4 separate regions of the Sus scrofa genome follow, and regions 2, 3 and 4 are each linked to region 1. Evidence: chromatin contacts called from public Hi-C and promoter capture Hi-C data. All regions are on one chromosome and are shown on one strand. The core of a region is the stretch at or near the end of the contact, and the rest is flanking DNA. Distances in the headings are between cores, read along the strand shown.

Region 1 (3,662 bases), core at 428-2,927:
CGCAGGCAAACGCGATGCAGTAAAGTTCTAGGTCTGATTGGCCAAAACTAGTGATGACGTTATGTGAATATTGTCCAATAAGAACACTCATTATTAGGAAGCGCTTTTTTTTTTCTTGTTTAAAAATGGGATTGCAATCTTAGCCAATGGAAATGCGGATTTTTCGCTCCCAGTTGCAGCTATAAATTGTGAGTTTCTCTTCTTGCTCCTTAGTTACTACTGGTGTAGATTCTGGTTGCTACATCATGTCCGGACGTGGGAAACAAGGAGGTAAAGCTCGCGCCAAGGCCAAGACCCGCTCCTCGCGAGCCGGGCTCCAGTTCCCGGTGGGCCGAGTGCACCGCCTGCTCCGCAAGGGCAACTATGCCGAGCGGGTTGGAGCTGGGGCGCCGGTGTACTTGGCGGCGGTGCTGGAGTACCTGACGGCCGAGATCCTGGAGCTGGCGGGCAACGCGGCTCGCGATAACAAGAAGACGCGCATCATCCCGCGCCACTTGCAGCTGGCCATCCGCAACGACGAGGAGCTCAACAAGCTGCTGGGCAAAGTCACCATCGCTCAGGGCGGCGTCCTGCCCAACATCCAGGCGGTGCTGCTGCCCAAGAAGACCGAGAGCCACCACAAGGCCAAGGGCAAATAAGGCCTTAATTCATACTTCAACCTCAAAGAACAAAGGCTCTTTTCAGAGCCGCCCACCATTTCTGTGGAAGAACTGAGCACTTTTGTAAAACCTGCCACGAATACCTGGTTAAGTTTACAATATGTAAAAAACGTAGTTTTCCTTTGGAACTGACCAGGCACGTGTTGACTTTTAAGGTAGAGGCCTGTTTGAAGTTTACTCAATTGCAAACCCATGAACTCACCCGCCTTTATTGTCTCCCCGGGACGCATTTGGGGTGATTACTTGCTCCAGCAAATGTACTAAACCATTTTTAAAATTTGTCTCACTGGAACCCAGTGGTCCATTGGCCAACTAAAACTCCACACTCAAAAGCTCTTTTCGAAAGAGCATTTATAGGAAAACACCTAATCACTAGTCAGTGTAAACCTCTCTTCCCTCAGGCCTGCTGATAAGTACACAATTTACATGTTAAAGTCCAATCAGCCGTTTAATTGCATCACAACCCATTAATGAGTTGAGATAATCACTAGTATTTAGTCAAGCCCACATCAAGTATCCTCCCTTCCCTACACAACGCTGTAGCCCAGTTCTGTGTTCAGGTGCGAGAGTGTATATTGACTTTACTTTGAATTATTTGGTACATTCATTAAAAACAGATTTTGATGTAGTGAAATGGAACTACTTTTTAGAGAAAATGATGAATACATTATTCTGCTCTAATTTTCTCCCATATCAATCTGTAAGGGGGGGGTCTCCACTGAAAATGCATTTCTTTTATAAAAATTTAGGCGCTGACCGCCACAAATTGTGGATCAAATTCCCTTTCTCCTCTGGTGAAATCTTAACGTTTGGGTCGAAAACCGTAAACTCAGACAGGAGAGTACAGCTATAATTCCTTACTGTAAAAATAGAAAGTTAAAAACATTACGGAAAGTAAAACCTTTTTAGAGGCAGTAAGAACCAAACGAAGATTGGACCAAAAACCAATCAGGTTACTCCTGCAACAGTTCTGACCAATCAGGATTGGATCATGACTATAAAGTCTGGTCCTGGCATCAGTTCTCCATTGCTTCTTTCGCGGCGTCAGATCTCTCTCTATGGCTCGTACCAAGCAGACCGCTCGCAAGTCCACCGGCGGCAAGGCGCCGCGCAAGCAGCTGGCCACCAAGGCGGCCCGCAAGAGCGCGCCCGCCACCGGCGGCGTGAAGAAGCCGCACCGCTACCGGCCCGGCACGGTGGCCCTGCGCGAGATCCGGCGCTACCAGAAGTCCACGGAGCTGCTGATCCGCAAGCTGCCGTTCCAGCGGCTGGTGCGCGAGATCGCGCAGGACTTCAAGACGGACCTGCGCTTCCAGAGCTCGGCCGTGATGGCGCTGCAGGAGGCGTGCGAGGCCTACCTGGTGGGGCTCTTCGAGGACACCAACCTGTGCGCCATCCACGCCAAGCGCGTCACCATCATGCCCAAGGACATCCAGCTGGCTCGCCGCATCCGCGGGGAGAGGGCGTAAAGTTGTCCTTCCTAATTTGCCTTGGACGTATTCGCTTTCTCCCTCCCAAAAGGCTCTTTTAAGAGCCACTTTCTGTTCTCACTGAGAGTGGCTGTTACGCTTGCTTCGGTCTTTAGTAAATGGGGGATGGGGTGAGGAAAGGTTTCTAACGCGAGATTCGCCGTTTTTTGTCACTCAAACTAGGCTAAGTATTTGCCAAGGCAATATAATACCATGATTCCTTTACTATTCAAAGATAAAATTTAAAAGTCTTGAAAATTTAAAGGCAACAGTGTTTGCTTGTACCCTGAAAAATCGAGCTAAGGATTTCACAAAGTGTTGCTAAGTTTGGCCTCTCTTCACCGGTGCCAAGTAGAAAGGCGGAGAAAGTTTTGGGTGAAGAAGAAATAGCTTTTAAGATTTTACCAGGCAAAGAAGGCCACAGCAAGCTATTGCCCTAAAGACTGCCCTCCCTTGGGGAAGAATTGCTGAGGGTTTTATAGACTCTAAGGAGAAAAACAGGGTTTCAGAAAGGAATCAGGATTGGGGCAAACAGGTGTACTTTCTTTGGGGGAATCTTTGTGACCATAACAGAACCTGGCATCAGGAGATCTTGACAAGATCCTGGTGCAATACTTGCAAAAAGGGCATATATTAATCAGGGATTAAAGCAAATTAGGAAAGTTCCTGAAATACATCACGTGCTAATAATCTTCAGCCACAGGCAATTGTGCTCAGGGTACCTAATCTTTGCTTACAGGTGATTGTATTTAGGGTGCAATACAATGAGGGAGAAGCACAAGGAAGGGCTCCAAGCTGTTCAGTTTTAAAGTCTTCATTTCTAAAAGAAGTATAAGGAATATAATTTTCTCTTAGGTGTATAAGATGCCTCCAGCGTTATGTGTATCCCTTGAGAGGGAACCAGGACTCCACCAAGGCTGTGCTGTTGTTGCTTGACTGGCTCCCTTGTCTTTGCATCCCGTTTCTTCCCTGATCAGCAATGGTCTGAACCTGCCCCCTTGGAATTAAAGGAAGGCCAGGGAGGCTGAATGAGGCCCATTTCCTAAAAACAAGAAATGGGGGACATGGAAAAGCTTTTGTGCCCAGGAGCCCCAAAGCGCTCCATTACAAAAGGAATCAGTCAACAGAAAAGGAACTAGGCCAACTAGGTAAACTGGGATTCAGAGCATAGATTATTAAGTCTCTCCCCTATTTAGGATGTAGAAAGTCAGGGAGCTGAGTTCTTGTTCACTTTTGTTCTCCAATGTATCTTCCAGCACATGGAAAAATAGGCACCATTCATGTTTTAATCAGTTATTGATTTGAACTGTCCATTATCCCAGGAGGGACAGAGCACATCTAGGTTAATTAAGGCAATGATGTTTTGCCTAGAATCCTAAGATACTGGGAAGACCTCAAATGTACTGACACTCATTTTCTTTTATACAACTCTGAAAATCAATGCCAGATCTGGCTGAAGGTGTAACTGTTTACCAAGAAAACAAAACAGGGTGTTCAGACAACATTTTTGTTCTCACGAGAATTGCATTTCTCA
Region 2 (3,662 bases), core at 454-2,953, 490 kb after region 1:
TGAAATCACATTAAAATATCTGACTTAGTTCCAATCTTCTATTCCAGTCCCATCTTCAACTACTTACTTCTATTCCTTCAAGCTTCACCTCATGCCCCATGTTCTACAGAGTCATGTCTGACCCACTCTCAAACAAATGCTCCTTTTCTCTGCTTCCACACTACCTAATGCAACTTTCACCTCTACCACACCATTTATGATACCTGCTGTCTCCACAGCAGGTTGTGAACCAATAGAGGAATAGGATTGCGTCTTTCCTGCCTTAAATTCCTAATACTCAGCATGATGTCAGGTGAATTGGAAGCACTCAATAAACATTTGTTGAGTGAATACCACAATGAATCTAATGAACACTTTGCTCAGGTCAGTGTATCTTTAAGGAAAAAGCTGAACAGTTCAACACTTACTGATACTTTCTTATATGCAGTGCAGGGATCAGAACTCAGTTCACTTAATTCTTGTTTCAGTACATTTCTACAATACAGTCACCACTCTTGATGTAGCCATATTTGTACAATGATAGCAAGCATGAGCTCTGGTGGGACTGTTCAAAATTTCAGATTCACTAGTTAATAAATGTGTGATTTTGAGTAAGTTAATCTCTTCCTGCACCAGTTTTCTCCTAAGATAAAAATAATAAACATCTCATAGAATTTGTTATAAGTTAGATAATATATGGAAAATGCAGAGAACAATGTCTGGAACATATACTCTAAAGTATTAAAATTATTCCAAGTATTAAAATGGCTCTGGATAGAATATTTTGGGCCTACTTGGAAATTTTCATTAAAAACAAACATAAAACTAAGGTGCAGATCCTCTGGGAAAGAATTCCAGAATTAGGAACATGATTAGTTAATCGTGATTTAACTCATTAACCCATATGAATTAACTATATAACTGTTAAGACCCTCACCATTCCCTAACCTCAAGTTTTTTCTTCCCAATCCAAGACCTTGGTCACATTATCCAGGCTTCAGCCCTCTACATTTCTCATACTCATCCTTTCCTTTTGATGTCTGAGGGCTTTTAGGAAACTTCTTTTTTCATTGAAAGATTGAACAGTAGGAGGTATTTTTATATATACATACATATGTTTATATATTTACTTCATTCTGAAGGAAACCTCATTTCTGCTACAACCCAAACTCAGGATATTACTTAAGATGATTCTAGCCCAGAAACACAATCAGAAATGGCTGAGAAACCTCTTACTATCAGAGCAGTCCTATCCTCCTCCGCAGTTTTCTCCACCCACACAAAGACAACACCACCCCCCTTTTAAAGCATTTCATCCATCTCTCTGGCCACATCTTCGGTGACAGTGCGCTTCCACTGTGCTTTGGGATCCTCTATTTCTTCCAGATCCTTCGGGGTGTTTTCCTCAGGGTCGGCGACATCCATCTCTTTTGACGCTACTCCTGCTTCGAAACCTCATTCAGCAGCCTTGAGGAAACAGAAGTCGGCAACTAATATTAAACAGCTTTGCTTCTCCTTAGACAAGTTGGCAGCGAGGACCTCTCGTCAATCGCGGACATTCGCCGCGTCAGAAAGAACCCCTAAGTAAAGTCCTGGCCCGCTCCGCCCGGAAACAGTAAGGGCCCGGGAGCGCAGGCGCCCCGGGGCCCCGCCCCTGTTCCAGAGGCTCGGCCCCTATTGGCCCAGAGGCCGGGGGTGGAGAGCCCTAGTTGCTGAACCAGGGATGATCATGTGATTCGCGGGGGCGGGGCTGCGCCTGCAGCTTCCCGGCCAGGCTGAAAGGACAAGGGTAGCTCGCCTTGTCGGCCCTGAAAGCGCCCACTGGATGGCCTGGCCCCAACTGCTCTCGCCGAGCCGCGCAAAGGGAGCTGCTTCTGGCTCTCGTTGGCCTCACAGGTTTGCTTTCCTTCTTTTCCCGAAGGTGGGCCCTTAGATTCACTGCCCGCAGTTTGCGGCCGCCGGGAAGCCCAAATCCGAGTGTCCGGAGAGTAACCGGAAGTGCCGTTCCAGGCGGAGGGGCGGTGCCGCTGCTGCTGGGGTAAGCGCGGCCCGCGGGGCCTGGGAGGGGCATGGCCTGCGGAGCCAGGGATGGGGCAGGAGTCCAGCGGGACCGGAGACACCCCCCCCCCCCAGGCCTCTGCCTCGTAGGAGCAGCCCCCGTTGCTCGCGACCCTGTGGGGTCTGGGAACCCCCTGACGGCGGACTGAAAGGTGGTCAATGAAAAGTTGAAAGAAGAGAAGCTTAGTACTATCGTTCCTGAAGATAATAATAGTAAACACTGCCAGACAGTTTTCTAAGCGATCTGTGTCTTTTATTTTGGGGGAAAAAGCCCCTATGGACGTTGAATGGAGTTCCCCACCCACCGCCCACCCGCATCTTTAATGCAAATTGGTCATGTTGCAGTCGAATCTGTATGCAGGGAATCTGGTTTGATTACTCGAATGACCATTTTTGGAAACGGCGTTATATATAATTTTGTATCTTATGCACTTATCAACTGCATGTTGAGGTTTATAGTGGTAGAACAAGGGTCATTGACCTCAGAAGTTGCGGTAATACACTTTACGGAGAAGAAAAATTAGAACAAGTAGAACAGGACTCAGGGCTTTACTATGAAATTAAAGTTAGTCCTTACTCAGAAGGGTTCTGGATGTTGGGAGCTGTTTGCGAAGGGATCGATGGCTGCTAGTGTCAGGTACTTCTTGCAAGAAAAACAATGTAAGCAAAGGTAGAAAAAAGTAAGTTATGGTCGAAGGATATTGATTAGAGCGGGGAGTATAAATGGGACCAATTTTTTGATGTCTAGCTCCAGAAAAATGATAAATTTCGTTTTTAGAAAATAACAAAAATTATTTTCTACGTTATTGATTTTTTTTTCTCTAGGAGAGGGAAGACTTGAGTGTTGGGCTTAGTTATGGTCTAGAGACCTTTTGGAGCCAAAAGGAAACAGTCTTAAGTCTCTGTTGTTACGGTAAGTAGTATATCAAGCTGTATGTTTCTATATAAATGGTGGATTTTTAATGAGGGAGAGGAGGCTGGGAGAGGACAAGAAGGAATGGGAAAAGATACACTGAAAAAGGGAATGACCCTTTCTTAGTTCTTGAGATAACAGAGTGATAAAACTGAGTTCTCTCCTGCCAATTTAAGTGTGTTTTCTACTGCTTTCCAGCATGCTCATTCACAGTAGGCTTTTAGTAATTAATTTGTGATTGATTTTCAGCCCCCAAAAGGCAGTATGCTCAATTAACTTAGGCAGGCCTTGGAGTCAGAAGATAGAGATTTAAATACTGGCCCTGCTGCTGAGTTCTTGCTTGGTTATTTAACTGCCCTCAGCCTCAGGTTTTCTGTAAGGTACAAACATGGTATTAATACCTATTTCACAGTGTTCTTGGGAAGATTAAATGAGATTATCCATGTAATCAAGGAAAGATAAAGGAGATAATTCCTAACCTAGGGCCTGATACAGTAAGCATTATCTGTTCTTTAGCTAATGCTTTATTGACTTTATCTGCTTGTCCCAGACATCCCTTAACTGTAAGGAAAGCCTTGGACTTTGAAGTTCTATGCTCAGCCTGTCTGCTTGGACTTAACATTGCCTGCCTGCCTGCCTATTCTGTACATTCTGACCCTAGCCATGGAAGAGGGGAATAGTCTTTTCCTAGGATGACATAAGAAAAACCTCT
Region 3 (3,662 bases), core at 753-3,252, 480 kb before region 1:
TATGTGGATGTCCTCCTTATTTTTCAGCCCAGATTATCTCAATACTGCCAGATCTGTATTTCCTTTTGGCTATCTGGTACCTAGATACCCTAAAAAAGCCTCTCAAACCAAACATGTCAAAAATGAACTCAGAATTACACCATCCTTTGAAATAGGCTCTCGGTATACGTGGACTTAGCATTCTTGATTTTGACTACTCTTGAGTGACCCTAAAGATCGGTGAAATTGTGTCTGCTGACTATTGATACACACTTCTGAACCAATATCCATGAGGCTCACTCAATTAGTGGCTCTGCCCAATTAGGCTCCAAATACAACTTGCTGTTATATATTCCTGGATGTGTATACAGTATCACCGATATTTATTTTTCTTTGTAAAAAATGGACCTAAGGAGTTCCCAATGTGGCAAAGTGGGTTAAGAATCTGATTGAAGTAGCTCAGGTCACTGCTGAGGGCCAGCAATCTCCTGGCCCAGCACAGTGGGTTAAAGTATTCGGCATTGCCAGAGCTGTGGTATAGGTCGCAGCTGTGCCCCAGATTCAATCTCTGACCCAGGAATTTCCATATGCTGCAGGTGTGGCCGTTAAAAAAAAAAAAAAAAAAAAAAAAAAAGACTTAAAATTCAAAAAGCCAACCCTGCCGCAGTTGACCTTTGAACAACACCAGTTTGAAATGTGCAGGTCCATGTGGATTTTTTTTTCCCAATAACTATGTAGTACAGTACTACACAAACTGATGATGGATGAATCTGCAAATTTGCCCCCGGAATAGAGAGAGTCCAATGTAATCTTCGAATGCCCTGGGATAGGAGTCCTAATTCCCGTGTTGTTCAAGGGTCAACTGTATTCTTAATGGAAGTGTGTAAAAAAAAAAAAAAGTCCACGAAAGTAATGGCTGTTTGCCAGAAAATTAACATTTGGTATTATGGTGGTTAATTTTATGTGAAACTTGACTGGGCCACTGGGTACCGAGATATCTGGCCAAACATTACTCTGGGTGTTTCTGGAAGGGTGTTTTTGGATAAGATTAACATTTACATTAGTTGACTGGGTAAAGCAGATCAGCCTCTCTGAAAGGAGTGGGCTTCATCCAACCAGTTGAAGGCCAGAATAGAACAAAAAGGCTAATTATTCCCTAAGTAAGAAAGAATTCTCCTTGCTTGAAAGCCTTCAAACTGGGACATGAGCTTTTTTCTGCCTGGGAATCACCTGATTCCATTCTTGTCCGCCCCCGCTACAGTTTTATAGCCTGATGAGTTCCCAGCTGCAGATGCTTTTAAACAGGTCAGATGTTCCTCCTCTGCTCAAAATCTTCCGAAAACTCTTCGCAGCAAGAAATGACCAAATTTCTTACACAACAAAATACGTACTTTTTCTACACGCCTCCTGCCACCCTACCCCCCAGTCTCTGATATCATCCTCTACACACTTCCCTCTTATTCACTGTGCTCCAACCACTCGGGTCTCCGTGCTATCCCTTGAACATGTTAAGCAAGCTCCTGCTTTAGGGCCTTTGCACTTGCTACTCCCCCTGCCTAGAAAGTTCGTGCCCCCAAAGGCTACATAGGTCTTGTAACCTCCCTCAGGTTTCTGTTCAAATGCTACCATCTAAGACTTATCTTACTACATATTTAAAACTGAGCTCAATGGATGAAAAATATTTAGCAGAAGGTTGTGCCCTGAAACTACATCCACAGCTTCACCCCTTTCCTAGGCCGCAGGATTGACACCCCCGCCCGCCTCCACACACGCCCCCAGTCCACACAACCCTTCCGCCGGGTAAGGCTTCTCTGGACCCCCAACCTCAGTCAAATCAGATGTTCCCCAGCCCACCGGCCGCCGTTCCTCCCCAACCTGGAGCACAGTCACCACTCACCTCTCCAAGGACCCGCAGGAACAGCCACACGCTCTAAAGAACCACGGTCTTATCTCTTTGCTGAGCGGCGCATCTTAGCTCCGCCCTCGCACCACGGCGCACCTGAGCGTCCGCTCTAGGAATTCCGGAGGACCGCGGCTCTGTGGTCCTCCTGCTCTCGCCTCGCTTAAGGAGGCCAGGCTCCCCGCGTTGGTTGGATGTTCTCCCAGCCTTGAGGCTGGAAGGGGAGTGCCGGCGAGAACTTAGATTTTTTTTTTTTTATTATTTTTTTAAACCGAAATTTATTTTATTCGTGTAAAAACAGGCCAGGTCACTTTAGTATTATTACAAACAGCCAGCATTCCACTTTTCCCACCCACATATTTAAAACATAGGCACATATTTTTATCATTTCTCCCCAATATAGAAAGTCATCAGATACAGTGGCAAAAATAAATATTTAAGTATTTTGAAGATTCAATTGAACAATGAACATCTATTTGGATTGAAATGTTTAAAGTAATAAAAAAATTAAGAATTGTTACCAAACGCAAGTTCGTGTGCCAGACACACAACCAAAGCATCACAGTTTGGAGCAGGAAAATGCTTATTGCAGGGAGAGGCTTGTGCTCAAAACACCCGGATCTCCCCAAAGGGTTTCAGCAAAGCATTTTTAAAAACCAGGTAAGGAAAGTGGGCTCTTTTGTACGTGATCAGCTGGAGCACAATTCTCTGACTGGTTGATGTTGAGGTAACAGGGCATCAACAGTTATTAGTCCTTAGGAACCTGTAGGTCTGGGAGCTCATGACCATCAAGTAGTTAATTTCTCCCATTTGGTGGTAATTTTAGCACCTGTAAAACAACTTAGAAAGAGTTCATCAGAGACTATTATCTAGGTACTTCAGAGAGAAGTTACAGCAGAGGACACCGGGGCAGGTGTATGTTCCAGGAAGGCCCCATAGGGTCCTCCTTTGTTACAGTCTATTACTATGGGAGAGAATAATCAGATTAGTCTCTGCTGTATAAGTGGGCTGGGGGTGGGGTGTGCTGGACATCAGATATCACTACCAAAATAAAGTCTGCAGAAAAAAACAGAAATACTCCATTTTGCCCACCTCATCACAAACTGTATTTTTATACTTTCTGAACAAAATTAACCCTTTTAAAAATCTGAAAAACTTTGGTTTAATCAGCTGATGATTTTGAAACAATACTATACTAACCATTGTTTTATGACAAGGTTTATAGTGTGTTCAAGACCGAAAAGATCATAGGAAAAAAAAAAATTCCATTATCAGAAGGGGGGTTATTCTTGAGTGTCAGAAGTTTGAAAATACCATTTAAAAGTTAAAGTAATATATATTTACTTAAAAAAATTTCCCTAGGCTAACAAATCCAGTCAATACAAATATTTTACTAATGAGAAATTAAATACTGTCCTGAAAGGGAAACACATATTTGATTTTTATATGAAAAATCTGCTTTTTCTATAAAAAGCAGCTTACACCCCAATTTATACAAGGGATAAACATAAAATTTAATTTTAAAAGGAAGTAAATATATCCTAATTCATTTACTCCCATTTACAAACTCCCTACCATGGCTGGCTTCTTAAATGTCATTCATCAAGACTGAGATTATTCGCATTGCATTGGATACCCCATGAAAATCAAAACACTTAAATGTAGTTTAATAAAGAAGAGGTTTTTTTAAAAAAAAAAAAATCTCAAAGCGTGCATTTTTAATTTAAATAGTCTGTATCTTTTGGAAGGGGTAGAGGTAGATAAGGTGAAAAATCAAAATACC
Region 4 (3,662 bases), core at 698-3,197, 370 kb before region 1:
TGTAAATCTAAAATGCCCAGAAACTATTCTAAAAATTTTATTTAAGGAGTTCCTGTCGTGGTGCAGTGGTTAACGAATCCGACTAGGAACCATGAGGTTGCCGGTTCGGTCCCTGCCCTTGCTCAGTGGGTTAACGATCCGGCGTTGCGTGAGCTGTGGTGTAGGTTGCAGATGCGGCTCGGATCCCGCGTTGCTGTGGCTCTGGCGTAGGCTGGCAGCTACAGCTCCGATTCAACCCCTAGCCTGGGAACCTCCATATGCCGCGGGAGCGGCCCAAGAAATGGCAAAAGACAAAATAAAAATAAAATAAAAATTTTATTTAAAAATTTGTCTATGTTTTTGAACAGGTAATATACAATTCAAAAGTCAAAATGATCTAAAAAGATACAGAGAGATCTTATTTCCACCCTGATTCCCTCTGAGTTTGCCACCCCCATAGGTAATCGATTTTATTAGTTTCTTACGTCTTTCTAGTATTTTTTCTTTTTTTTAGAGCTGCACCTGCGGCATATGAAAGTTCCCAGGCTAGGGATCAGAAAACTACAAAACGCCAAAGTTTAACACAAGCCTCCTGTAGGAAGGAGGGTCTGTATCCACCAGCCTATGCCACAGCCACAGCCACAGCCACGCTGGATCTGATCTGTGTCTGTGACCTACACACAGCTCACGGCAATGCCTGATCCTTAACAGGCCAGGGATCAAGCCCAGAACCTCATGGTTACTAGCCAGATTCGCTGCTGCTGCGCAACAATGGGAACTCCTTCCAGTACTTCTTTACCCAAACAAGTAGAGCCTCTGATTTTCTTAAATCAGTTTCAAGCCCCACAAATCAAGCACAGGTTTACTGTCATGGACACTACACCCTCCACGGCTTAGGAATTGTACCATTTCTGAGTGATGCTGTTCTATCAGGTTTGAAAAAGGTTCACTCAGGGCGCAGGTCACACGCAAATGAACCCTAGCCTAGAGTCCAGGAACATGGTTACCATGGAAGCAGCTGGTCCTACCCAAACCCCTTCTGTTCTGTAGCTTGCTCACACTTGAATTAGCCTTTCCTGCGGTTAGCTGCCTCAATGCGCCCTCTTTTCCCTAATATACTCCCCTCCCAGCCCCAAACTGCTGATACTAACTTCAGGAAACTACAAAGAAAAATAAATGATTTTTTTCCTGAGTAAAATATCTTAAGGCTACAATTATGTACCAAGTACCTTTCTGAGCTGTTATCAGATACCTTAATATTTTTAATTTCGAAGAAAAGCTATCAACGCGAAAGACATTTGCTCTCATCTTTGAAACTCAAGAAAAAGGATGGGGGGCGAAGCGGAACGGAATATAGATACCAAAAGAAGAGTTTCCATGAACAGAACATTCAGCTAAACTGACTTTCTCTTTGAGGCAAAACGAAAATATTTCAAGAACATCTAAGTAAAGTTGCCAAAGGTCCCTCAGCTACCAAGATTACAACAACACAAAGGAGAGCGAAGGGCCCAGGGACAAGAGAAAAGATCTCCCTCTCCGTCCCTCCCTTTCCCGCGCCGGGAAATCGGGACCCGGCCGGAAAAGCCAAGGGGGTCACTCGCTAGACGGTGAGTCCTCCGAGCCTCTGAGCTGCAGGTGGGGAACTCGGGGGCGCGGGGGGGGGGTGTCTCTGGGGAGGTGGCAATATTAGCACAGCAACGGCCCAGAGGAAGGGACAGAAGAGGGGGGAGGGCGGAGAAAAGGGGAAGAAAAAGGGAGCAAAAGAGAAGGGAGGAGCAGGCGAAGACGGTGGAGGACACGGGTCGGGCGCCGGATCGAGGGGCATGAGGCAAGGAGCCGCAGCGCGCAGTCACCCCCTCTGTGGCTCTTCGCCCCAGCGCTCACTCCAAACCCGAGGGAAAAGACGAGGGAGCACTTACCTGGAAAACTGTGATCTCGTGACCTCACTGTCCGTTTAACGCCTGCACTGGCCTGCAGAGGTCGACTTCCGCGGAACCCCGCCCCCCGGCACCTGGTGGTCGCTCTAGGATCCTGGAGGCTTCCCTCTCGGTGGTTCGGTGGTTCGTGAGCCGACGACCTGAAAGGAGAGAGGAAAGGGTTCTATTTACCCAGAAGGCATTTTAGGTTTTTTACCTCCCTTAATCCTGCAGAGCAGACGTTACAGTCCTCCTCTCATATATAAGAAACCCGAAGAGTTTCCTGGTGGCTCAGCAGGTTAAGGATCCCGAATTGTCGCTGTTGCTCTGGTCAGTGGTCTGGGAACATCCACAACCGTCGGGGAATGCCACCAAACAGATAACTTTTCTGAGCTGGACAACTAATAAAAGAGCAGAGGTGAAATTTGAACCTAGATCTGTAACAGTCCAGTTCCTTCCAGGGGGACCAGCAAATATAGCTCCTGAGGGCTTAAGTCTCAGAAAGTAATCCCCATATTAATTTGTTGTGCTTTGTTTGTTTTTTTTTGGCCAAGTCTGAAGCATTCGGAAGTTCCCAGGCCAGGGATCCAACCCGGGCCACAAAAGTGACAAGCCAAGTCCCTAACCACTGGGCCACCAGAGACCTCCCCTATATTAATTGTAAATTTAGCGCTATTCAAATAACAATTCAAATCTTTAATAAGTAGATTTTTGGAGTTGAAGACTGCCTGGGCAAACTGAAAAAGAAGGGAGATGAAGGGGCACTTGTCCTAAAGGATTTTAAACATATTATAAAGCCTTAATAATTAAACAGTGTAGTACTGGTAGGTGAGATAGACATACAAATGATACAGAATAGAAAGTTCAGAAATAGATGCAAATGTTGGGAGTTCCCATTGTGGCTCAGTGAGTTATGAACCCAACTAGTATCCATGAGGATGCAGGTTCAATCCCTGGCCTCACTTAGTGGGTCAATGATCTGGCATTACCATGAGCTGTGGTGTAGATTACAGATGTGGCTTGGATCCCGAGTCGTGGTGGCTGTGGCTGTGGCTCTGGCCAGCAGCTGCAGCTCCAATTCAACGCCTAGCCTGGGAACTTCCATATCCCGTGGGCAAGGCCCTTAAAAAAATAAAAAGACAAAAAAAAAAAAAAAAAAAAAAGGAAATAGAAGCAAACGTTATGAAAGGGTTGGGCTGCTCCACCACTCTAAGGCCAATAAAGAGGCAAGATCTGTGGAAAGGAAAGTTTGCTTTATTTCGGAGGCTGGTGATGGGGGAGGGAAGGCTACTCCTTTACCAAGTCTGACTCCCTCCACTGACAATCAGTAGGCAAGAGCTTTCATAGGCAGAAGCAGCATGATCACCTCTGACAGTCATCTTGAAATTGGTCATATGGTGGTCTGATCAGCATCATCTTGATTGTTTAAGAATAGTTAGTCTTCAGTTCCAGGGCTGGTTTGTCCTCGTTTCTTTGAGGCCAATTGGAATTGTGGGCGGCTTATGTCAAGGCTACAGTCTGGTCATCGTGCAGTGACCTTCTACCTGATGCGGGTTTTGGCTCACAGGATATGGCTCAGAATATTATGTATAGCCCTTGAGGAGGAACTAAGCCCTTGACTTTGTTTAATGACTAAACTATTACTATTTGGTCTCGTTTGTTTTCCTTTTGAGTGTTTTCTCACTTCTCTGGTTAAACCTATTCTTTGACTAAAGTTATTCTACAGACAAAAGGCAGGCAGAGGACATGGGGGCGGGGGGAGGACCA

Evidence for each region. Promoter capture Hi-C pulls out the DNA fragments that hold promoters and counts their contacts. Hi-C and Micro-C count contacts between places; a contact is called where the count stands out from the background.
Region 2: a Hi-C map of skeletal muscle shows a contact between it and region 1, with 10 times the contacts expected there. The contact joins the promoter of ZNF322 here to the promoter of LOC110261664 in region 1. A contact is called at or near these places in 3 of 5 promoter capture datasets (fetal liver, fetal skeletal muscle and liver), 1 of 47 Hi-C or Micro-C datasets (skeletal muscle) and 1 of 2 datasets of contacts at active chromatin or transcription factors (alveolar macrophages).
Region 3: a contact with region 1 is called in a promoter capture Hi-C map of fetal liver, with 2.3 times the contacts expected there. The contact joins the promoter of ZSCAN26 here to the promoter of LOC110261664 in region 1. A contact is called at or near these places in 2 of 5 promoter capture datasets (fetal liver and liver) and 1 of 47 Hi-C or Micro-C datasets (heart right ventricle).
Region 4: a contact with region 1 is called in a Hi-C map of heart right ventricle, with 2.6 times the contacts expected there. The contact joins the promoter of ZNF389 here to the promoter of LOC110261664 in region 1. A contact is called at or near these places in 1 of 5 promoter capture datasets (fetal liver) and 2 of 47 Hi-C or Micro-C datasets (embryonic fibroblasts and heart right ventricle).

Annotation. Positions count from the first base shown.
Region 1 is chr7:21,630,482-21,634,143 of Sscrofa11.1, reverse strand. LOC110261664 (histone H3.1) reads left to right here and starts at 1,677. Exons shown (of 1, transcript XM_021099837.1): 1 at 1,677-2,183. The coding sequence starts at 1,718. The coding sequence ends at 2,128. LOC100622387 (histone H2A type 1) reads left to right here and starts at 205. Exons shown (of 1, transcript XM_003356570.4): 1 at 205-1,277. The coding sequence starts at 246. The coding sequence ends at 638. It also overlaps the pseudogene LOC100513549.
Region 2 is chr7:21,141,445-21,145,106 of Sscrofa11.1, reverse strand. ZNF322 (zinc finger protein 322) reads left to right here and starts at 1,703. Exons shown (of 2, transcript XM_021099814.1): 1 at 1,703-1,875.
Region 3 is chr7:22,113,108-22,116,769 of Sscrofa11.1, reverse strand. ZSCAN26 (zinc finger and SCAN domain-containing protein 26) reads right to left here and starts at 2,002. Exons shown (of 4, transcript XM_021099811.1): 1 at 1,877-2,002.
Region 4 is chr7:22,005,669-22,009,330 of Sscrofa11.1, reverse strand. It overlaps ZNF389 (zinc finger protein 389), which reads right to left and starts at 1,947. Exons shown (of 2, transcript NM_001145130.1): 1 at 1,899-1,947.